Linked DNA regions of Gossypium hirsutum: regions 1 and 2 are each linked to region 3. Evidence: chromatin contacts called from public Hi-C data. All regions are on one chromosome and are shown on one strand. The core of a region is the stretch at or near the end of the contact, and the rest is flanking DNA. Distances in the headings are between cores, read along the strand shown.

Region 1 (3,382 bases), core at 602-3,101, 950 kb before region 3:
ATGTTACATAAATCAGTAATCAGATCATTAGTAATTAATCCAAAGATGATACTATCAAACATGATTCTTGTGATGAACTTTTATTGTCATAATTAATGAGAAACAATAGGCAAGAAATCATTATTGGGTTGTTTTATGCATCTAATTAAATATTTGTCGATGAATAATTTGTCTTAGTCTGTAATTATTCCACTTTATTTCATGATTTTATTTGATTACAACCCAATTATTCATAATTAAGCACAACCATTATATTATGTTATTATTGATTGACTTTCATTATCCAATAATAGTAATTAATTCAGTTAATAAAAAGTATCTTTGAAAAAGAATAAATGAATGGAGATTTGATTGCTTCAAAATTTACTATTAAAGCTAATCTGATTATCTTGAATTCTGGGGTGAATAGGGTTACGAAGAAAGATGTCGACTTGATATGTAGATGGATAAGGATGATCCAACGTTAGATGCAAAATGGACTTTAAGGTTTAGGGTTTAGGGTTTTAGGGTTTAGGATTTTAGCTAACATTTGAAAAATATTTCACGATAATGGAATCGGGTGATTATCAGATTACGATGTTCGTGTTCAATATTCCGGTGACTATGCATTGGAAAGGGTTATGGACATTATTTATTTATCATGGCAAGGTGGTCGATGCTTTCATACCAGAGAAAAAAAGTAAATGTGGCAAAAGATTTGGATTTGTTAGATTCATCAATTTCTTAGATGCTCAGAGGACGATATCACGACTAAATGGTTTTGTGATTTTAGGGTGTAGAATCTGGGTGAAGATAGCAAGATTTAAAGGCAGGAGAGAAATATGGAGGAGGGCAACTATGCAACGTAAAACATTGGTAATCAAAGAAGCAAAACATAAAGGTGTGGAAGATGTGACAAGAAGAAAGGAAGCTGAAAAGGAGTTAGAGGAAGCAAGGAAAGCTAACATGCTTGAAAGAAGTATCGGAGATGAATTGAGTGCAAGAGAGCCGAATAAAACAAAAGTTGTAGTTACTGTGGAAACTTTAGAAATGTTTGGTGGTGTCTTCTTTCTGTGAAACAAAGAGTTTAGCTGAGAGAATTGCGAAGATGGGTCTTGGTGAAATTTGTGTGAAGAGAATTAGAGGAAATTATTTCCTTATTGAGATTTCGGACGAAGAACTATTAGATATATTGAAACAGAGAAAGTGGTCGTATTTGAAGGAATTCTTCATTCACATTAAATCTTGGTCAGAAAAGATAGTGTTCTCTAAGAGGGTTACATGGATCGAAATATTTGGGGTTCCTATGCACTGCTGGAATTACGAAACGTTTAAAAGGGTTGCTGGCAAATGGGGCACTCTGCTGTCGATGGAGGAGAATTTGTCAGGAATAAAGAATTTTGAGAATATTGAGATGCTGATCTCAATCACACAATTAAAAAAGGTAGAAGAAGTAGTATTATTAGAGGTGGGAGACATTAAATTTTCGGTCAGTGTAAGAGAAAAAGGATGGTCAAAGGAATCTAAAAACATTTCTTCGAATATGGAAAGCCGATAGGAGGTGGCTGATGAAAGTGTGTCGAAATCAGAATCGGTGATTGGTCTGAAAATTGAGAATTCCCGGAAGGCAACCGAAACATCCTGGCGAAAATAATTATGGAAAAAGACATTGAAAATGAAAGAGTAGAAAGAGAATGTCAAAAAATGTTGGGAGAATTTAATGAAGGTGATCATGATGCTAGTAGCTCTGGAATTTTAGCGGGAGAAGATTTTGGAGTTAATAGAAGGGATCGGGTTAGGGAGGATGTAGTTGATATGGGTCTAACATTGGTTATGGGCTCAGGGGATCGGGCTAGGGAGGATGTTGTTAATATGGGTATGGATTTAGTTTTTGGCCCAAGTGGGAATTCAGATATGCAGTTGGTGGTAGAAGAATGAGTGGGCTCAATCAGAAAAAAAAGGGTAGCATTTGAGTGAAGTAAATATCCCGATAGCAGAACAGACATCTTCAAATAATTTAGAAGTTCCAGAAACAGGGGGTAGGGGCTTTTGTCAGGAGATTGACGAAGAATTTCAACAAATAATCCGAAGGAGAAGAAATATGAAGCATTTTAATAAAAAAAATTAGTTCTATGCGAGCAATTCAAGACGGGGTGCTGAATTCTAAAGAAAAACAAAAGAGGGATAGAATTTGGAAAAAAAGAAAAGGGCAGAGAAGAGTCTAGGAGCGAAGAAAAAATTGTGAATTTATCACTGTCGGACTCAGACATGAGCAATAGGGGGAAGGTAATTCTTAGGGAAGCAAAGCAGATCTGGGAAGTAGGGAAGAAATTGGGGTTAAGAGTTAGGAGAGATGAAAGAGATGTTATCGAGGATATTATGAGGCTTGAATATCAGTAGCAAAGGTGTCAAAGAAATCATAAAACTCCAATGCATCAACAGGTGTGTCTTTATTCTTGATATTTTCTGATTTTTGGATTTTTTGGTTGGGTGATATAAGAATTGCTTAATGGCATATTTAGGGGCTGGGTGTAGAAGTTAAAGTAGCAATGGTGAGTAGATTAGTTAGATTGCACAGGGCGACTGTATGTATGTATGCTTTTTACAGGAGACAAAGTTAGAGGAAGTATTAGGGGATTTAATTAGAAGATTTTGGGGTGTCAATAATTTTGATGTTAGGTTTGCAGTTGCAGTGGGTCGTTCGAGAGAGCTAATGGTTATACGATATTGTTCTGGGAGGTTATATGGTATGGTGTCAGGCCTCTGAGAGTGGAATTTCCAAGACCGTTTCGTTTAATCGTTAATAAGGGAGTTGAAAATGCTTGCCCTTTTTAAAGGAAGCTGTTAGCAGTAAGGTGTTGATGCTTGAGGGGGAGGATAGATTAATTTGGTTTCATGATGCAAGGGAGAGTTTTTAGTGAGGAATTTACTGAATTTTTTTATCAAAGAAGGTGTGGTGATTTTCGTCTCACTTTTGACAAAATTTGGTAGTTGAAGGTGCCCCTAGAGCAAGAAATTTCTTATGGATGAGACTTTCTTCTAAGGAGTTTCTGATTCGAAAAGGCGTGCTATTTAGCCAAATGGGAAGTAGTTGTCCTTGTGCATCAGAGATCCGGTGAATGTGTGTCTGCAGCTTGCTGGTCGGTATGGCTAATAAGGAATGAGTTGGTGTTTGGAAGGAAATGGGCTAGAATGTCCATTTTGGTTTTTTCATTCAATGATGCGGGCTTTGATGTGGATTAGATCGGTATAAGAAGAATTAAGAGTGGATGAGAGATCATGGTGGATTTGTCCGTTTAGAAGTTGGCGATTGAATGGCAGGTTTTGGTGTCCTTAGAGTTTTTGGTTGGGTAAATTTAATGTATGTGGTGTGGAGTTTAAGGATGAAGTCGGGTGTGGAGGG
Region 2 (3,066 bases), core at 380-2,879, 810 kb after region 3:
TTATGAATTAAATCGAATCATATTTAATTTTAAAAAGGTTTTTAAAATTTAAGCTTAAATTCGATCACATCAAAACAATCTATTTCATTTTTATATATGTATAAAATATAAAAGATATATATAATTTATTGAGATGCAAGTAAAAAGAGAAAATGAAATCCTAAAAGATCCCCATTGCAAGAGGGGATTGATGTGTGGTCACAAATAAGATGTCAAATTTGAATTCATAACTAGCTCTGTTGTCACCATCACAATAAGTAGCAAAGGGAACATGTGTTTGTATAATAAGATTGATAGCAAAACAGGAAAAATACCGTCTTTTAATATTTTGAAAAGATTAATTAATATCCTTTGGTAACTCATTAATTTCTCCTTTCAATTGGATTGGTATACATAATATAAACCTTTCACACTTTCCCATTATTTTTATTTATTGCTCTGCCCATTATTTCTTTTAATGATCAAAAGTGAATTGGTCAACTAAGAATACCATCTTAATTACTATTACTCAATCATCTCCAAATACCCAAAACTTGATTTATTTAAATGTATTATTTTTTAAAATAACGTGAATAATTTAACCAATTTTTTCTTACTCTAATTCTCTTTTCACCTTATTATAAAATGAGAAATCAACATTTTTTAAATTTCAAAGTTTCAAAATTAAATTGTAGTTGGTAGATTAATTTATTCTTCAAGGACTCACCAAACAATTTAACCTCCTTCTTTTAATATAGAATCAGGTTTAATTATCTACATTTTTTTCACTTATTTAACAAATTATAGAAATAAGAAAAAAAAAAGGATAAGGAGGTGAGGGCCTGTTGGTAACATAAAAGTAAAATTTCATGATGTTAGGAGGTTGTAGCAGAACTTTCCACAAGATACTAGAAAATTTTAAGTGAAAAGTAGCAAAACTATAACCACCATTTATATTTGTTGGGTTTTAAGACGAGGCGAATTGATTTTTCATTAAGGTTGTGCCTCCTATCTAACATATTTATTTTTAATTTTATAACTATTTTCTACTAATATTTTTAGGACTTCACATATATGATTGATTGTAACATTGGGAAATTTACATGTATCCTTAAATAATCTTTAAATTTTAATAAAGCTTATGTATCAAATAATATTTCATATTTTTATTTATTTTTAATTTTATAAAAATTATAATAATGTATTCTAATTTTATAAATATTTCTATTTACTTTAAAAAATAATATAATATAAAATATTATCTAAAATTTGAGAACCAAAAAGGAAAACATTATAATCAAAGGGGAAGGCTAAAGTAGTAAATAAAATTTAAAATAATTATAGAGCGTAGTGTTATGGTTGTTCACTTTATCCTTTAATTATAAAATTGAAGATTCATAATATATTTTATGACCAATCATTTATCTCTTCAGAAAGCACACGCTACAAGAGAATTAACTACTATTATCGACTATGAACACTAACAAAAAAAAATTAAGTGAGATAATTTAGTGTAAATATTAATAAAAAATAAGATTATTTAAGTATAGTTGTAAATTACATTCCATAAAAAAATAAATTATTTAAATGTAGTAGTAACTTGCATTGCATTTTCAGATTTTTTTTCTTTATAAATAACATTTTTTAAGACGATTATCAGGATAAAAAATGAAAAAGTCCCCGCCCAGCCCCTCACTTTTGGGCTTGTCAGCCCTCACTTTCATATTCATATTCATGGCCATGGCTGGTTCATTCCACCATGGATGAATCCCTTGTTTTATAGGTCCCACTTCCGCCCAATATTAGCTACCTTCCTCTTTCCTTTCTTTTCTCTGCTCCCTCGTTTTGATTTTCCCCTTCAATTCCCTTCTGCTTAACCCAAAGAAAAAGAAGCAGCAACTTCCATGGAGAAGGAAACACACGATTTCATGAACGTGGAATCCTTCTCCCAGCTTCCCTTTATCCGCCCTTCCCCTGTTAAAGAAAAGGGTGCTATTCGTTTATTCGGCAAGGACTTCGGCTGCGGCGACTCAGCGACGGAGGCCACCGAGTCCGACAACAACAACAACAATGAAGACACTACCAAGGACAACGAGAATGGAGATAATAATAACAACAGCAGCAGAAGATTTGAGTGTCACTATTGTTGCAGAAACTTTCTCACTTCCCAAGCTTTAGGTGGCCACCAAAACGCTCACAAAAGGGAACGCCAACATGCCAAACGGCAACACAACAATTCTTTTTCTTTATCCGATGCTCATAATGATATTTATGGCTTTTTTAACTATAGGCTACCCTCACCCTCGATGCCGTCAATGCCCGCTTACCCTTCATGGAACAATACCATTAGCACTAGGTTTTCTAACCCTCCACCACCCATCAATGGCAATCCACTGGGTGTTTGGAGAATCCCTGCTACGCTTCAAACTAACTCCTGTAATTTCAACCGTGACCGTTCATCAGCGCATCCGTTGCCGTTGTTCGCCGGTGATGAGTTTCTGCCGTCGTCTCAGGCTGGCGGTGGTGGTGATTCAAGTTCCGAGAGTCATAGGTACGTTTATGAAACGAAGGCAAGCGTTAAAGACAATGTTAGCTTGGATCTACATCTGTAATTCATTTCGTAATAAACTTGAAAAGAAAATATCATGTGTTTTTCCCTTTTAGCATCTTGGATTTTACTATTTTTAGTATGTAAATGAAATGATTTACAATCTCTTCACTAATCTAAACTAAAAGCAGTTTGCTTCTCTCTGTTCATTATGGAAGCTTTACAAAGAAAAACCCAAAAACCCAAATAGTTTACCTCAAGCTTAGCTAAAACATGGTACCGGCTTACAGCGGCAATCTATGTCGTACCTATTTTCAGAAAAACTTCACACGTGTGAGGAATATTTCTGTCTTCCAAGTAGCTACCAGAGAGTAGCACATGAACAACTCTGTAGCTACACACGTGTACATAAACCTATATGTTGTCTGTCGGAGCGTGACAAAAAACTTCAATATATACACAGAATTTATACGAGTATTTAGCTAAAATGATGAAATTCATCATTTTTTATATCATACATTGATATTTGCTACATCAAC
Region 3 (3,062 bases), core at 315-2,814:
AATATTGGACCGTTGGACTGCTATAATCTTTTCATCTAGAGAAAACCGGACAGAACAGATAGGCCCTTCAGTTATCGAATCAGTGATAGGGGCAGCAAGAGGAGAAAATGGAGCAGTTTTCCACGAAAAGATCTGTGCAGAAAAGAATGTAAAATATGGAACTGCAATATCTAAAATGCTTCTACAATGCTATTTAAGTTCAGAACTATTAAACCTGGTCAGATGTAGGAGAGATGAGTAATTTATTTCCATCATCATAATAGAAACCTCTTGATCCAGGATTGTTGCAATGGAGAGGGGGATATTGTATGAAAACATGTGATAGAGCACCAGATCCCAGACCACCAACACTAGCTTGCGAACTTGAAGCTTTCCAGGCCATCTTTCTAAGGTTATCTTGTATTTTTAGCCTGAAAATTCAAATTGCTGGTGAATAATAACACCAATAAAGCACAAAAGATAGTATCAGTACAAAAGAAAGAATGTATCATAACTTAAAAACTAGCATCAAAGAATAAACAGAAAAGTTCATTGGGTTTACCTTATCATACAAACTGCAAACCCAAAGCTCCAAATATTACACCTTTCCCCGGAGCTATAAATCAAAAGAAAGTTGAAAACATTAATCTTAGCACAGTTTTTCAAGAACGAAAAAGATAAGATCTTTGCAACCCAATTATCAAATACGGTGTATTTCTTTTTTAATATAAAAATATGTTCCTAAACAATCCTAAAATATGGATACCGTATTCTGCATGCAAGTCTTTAGTGCAAGAAATTCTTTCAAACACATATCACGTTCAACTTCAGGAACTTTTGCTGCAACACAGGCGCCGTATTCATTCACCTGAAAAGACACAATTGTAATCGAAACAATGAGCTGACCACAAGCAGAATTTAACAGCAGGTTCAAGGTAATATCTTTCTGCAATCATATTTTTGTTCATTTTCAACCTAAAATTACTCATTCATGAACTTAAAGCGTACTGCAAACAAAAAAAGAAAATCCCGCAACTAGATGTAATGATACTAAATCAGTAGAACAAATTGGGACTTCATGGACAAACCTGTGCCGTACAATTCACTAAAATGCGCCTAAGTGGAGAGATTGTTTTCTTTTCTTTCATATCCACAGCTCTGATAAAGAACAAAAAAGTACATATATCATAATTTTCAAAACTTCAAAGATTGATAGAGCGGGAATCGTTCATGAATTGATGAAATTAGGGTTTTCAATTAAATTGATAAGAAAGACTGAAAATAAAAATCAAATCCAAGAACTGATTAACTTTAAAAAACAAACTAATTAGCAGAATCTAAGACCCAAAAAAAAGAAAGAATTACCTGGGAAATTCAACATTTTTATCACGCGGGATTCCGGGAACAAAACTCTATGGTATCAAATACAAAAGAATTGGGCTTTGAGCGTTGTTGAATCGAGTTTACTTGTCAAACTACACCGAACGGTCTTTATCTGAAAATTAGGGGACCTAAAACGCCGTCGTACGGAAGCAAGCGCCCAAGTTTTGTTTTTAATTTCTTTTTGGGATTAGTTGAGATGTAATTTACCTCTCAACTTTATCCAATCCTACAACATTGTATTTTTTAAAGCGTAAACTATGTAATTAACCCAATATCAAAATTTTTTATTTTAGGCACTTAAAATAAAAGGTTTATAATTTAAGTATTCATATTAAATAATTTGATTATTTTAGTCACTTTTCTAAAAATCACAAGCAGCAACTTAATATAACAATTAAAAAAATTGATATAATAATAAATTTAACTCTCAACTTTTACATATTATATCAATTTAATCATAATTTTAAAAAATTAACCTTCGAAATTTACAATTATCTCAATTTGATCCTAATTCTAAAAATTTTAAAGAAATATATAAAAATACATAAATATTTTTAAAAAATATAATAATAAATTTAAAAATATATAAAAATAAAAAATATATTATTGACAAGAAATCATAATATATAAATTATAAAATTTAAAAATATATAAAATAAATATTTTAAAAAATATAATAATAAATTAAAATATTATATTAATATTAAATAAACTGAAAATCCCTACCCTACACTCGTCCTCTCCCTTTTCCCTAGACCCATCTCTCTCCCTCTTTCTCGCACCATATATATGAATTAATATCAGAAACATATTCTGATACAGATGATGAAAAATATATATTTATGTTCATTCTTAGAAATTTCTTCTAACTGATTATTAGAACTACTTCCTATATTGAACATAAATATATATATTCTTTATCCTCTGTATCAGAATCTGTTTCTGATATTAATTCATATAATATTTCGTCAGGATTTATTTCCTCTTCATAACATATTTCTAAATCTTGTTCTTCAATTGTCTTAATTATTTTTCTTGCACTTTTTCCTTTATTAGGACAACTTGGTGCTATAGGACATTCTTCATCACATATAAAACATTTACATTTTTTTTAGAATTTTTATAAGTTTTTCTTCTAAAGAATTTTTTCTTCTTACCAGAATTTTTTTTATCTTATTTTGTGGCTTTCATCTAACTAGCTTATATCTCCTATTTTTCTTTTTATGTTTTCTATAAGTAATAGGACGTACTCATTTACATCCAAATTTCCATTCATTTTCTAGAAATTTTGTACAATGTTTATTACTTAATTTATGCTTAACTTGTTTAGAAGCTTTACTTTCCTTCGCAAAATTAATTCTATTTCCTATAGAGTCTATAGTTTCTGAATCCACACCAGATATTTTACTCTATTTTTCTAAATAAGAATCGTACTTTTTTATACATATCTCATCCCATGGTGGTGGAATTTATGGAAATGTTGTTTTTTTTTCCAAAATTTTATATTTTCATTTTTTTAGTTTTTGATATTCATGAAGAAATTTTTTAGAAAAATCTTCTAAATATCTATTATCACATAATTTAATTTTTGACAAAGCATAACTAGATAGACTATCTTGATCTTTTTTTATCAATATAGCCACAAAATTATGTTTTTAGAATATAAGTTAATCTTTTTAATACATCTTTTGGAGTTTGAA

Evidence for each region. A called contact is a pair of places that touch in the nucleus more often than the background predicts.
Region 1: a Hi-C map of leaf shows a contact between it and region 3, with 2.3 times the contacts expected there. The contact joins the enhancer-like site here to the promoter of LOC107939153 in region 3. A contact is called at or near these places in 2 of 34 Hi-C or Micro-C datasets (callus and leaf).
Region 2: a Hi-C map of leaf shows a contact between it and region 3, with 3 times the contacts expected there. The contact joins the promoter of LOC107897127 here to the promoter of LOC107939153 in region 3. A contact is called at or near these places in 2 of 34 Hi-C or Micro-C datasets (both in leaf).

What each region holds. Positions count from the first base shown.
Region 1 is chrA01:49,810,645-49,814,026 of Gossypium_hirsutum_v2.1, forward strand. No RefSeq gene overlaps it. Among protein-coding and RNA genes, the nearest start is that of LOC121208176, 41 kb to the left of the region's middle. Within about 2 kb of position 1,852, at least 7 of the 9 cell types and tissues checked have an H3K27ac peak or open chromatin away from gene starts, as enhancers often do. A contact at or near this core is called in leaf, where this site is marked.
Region 2 is chrA01:51,578,517-51,581,582 of Gossypium_hirsutum_v2.1, forward strand. It overlaps LOC107897127 (zinc finger protein 8), which reads left to right and starts at 1,630. Exons shown (of 1, transcript XM_016822474.2): 1 at 1,630-2,642. The coding sequence starts at 1,884. The coding sequence ends at 2,591.
Region 3 is chrA01:50,764,775-50,767,836 of Gossypium_hirsutum_v2.1, forward strand. LOC107939153 reads right to left here and starts at 1,565. Exons shown (of 16, transcript XM_041080111.1): 1 at 1,345-1,565; 2 at 1,068-1,137; 3 at 746-847; 4 at 542-595; 5 at 215-410; 6 at 1-132. The coding sequence starts at 549.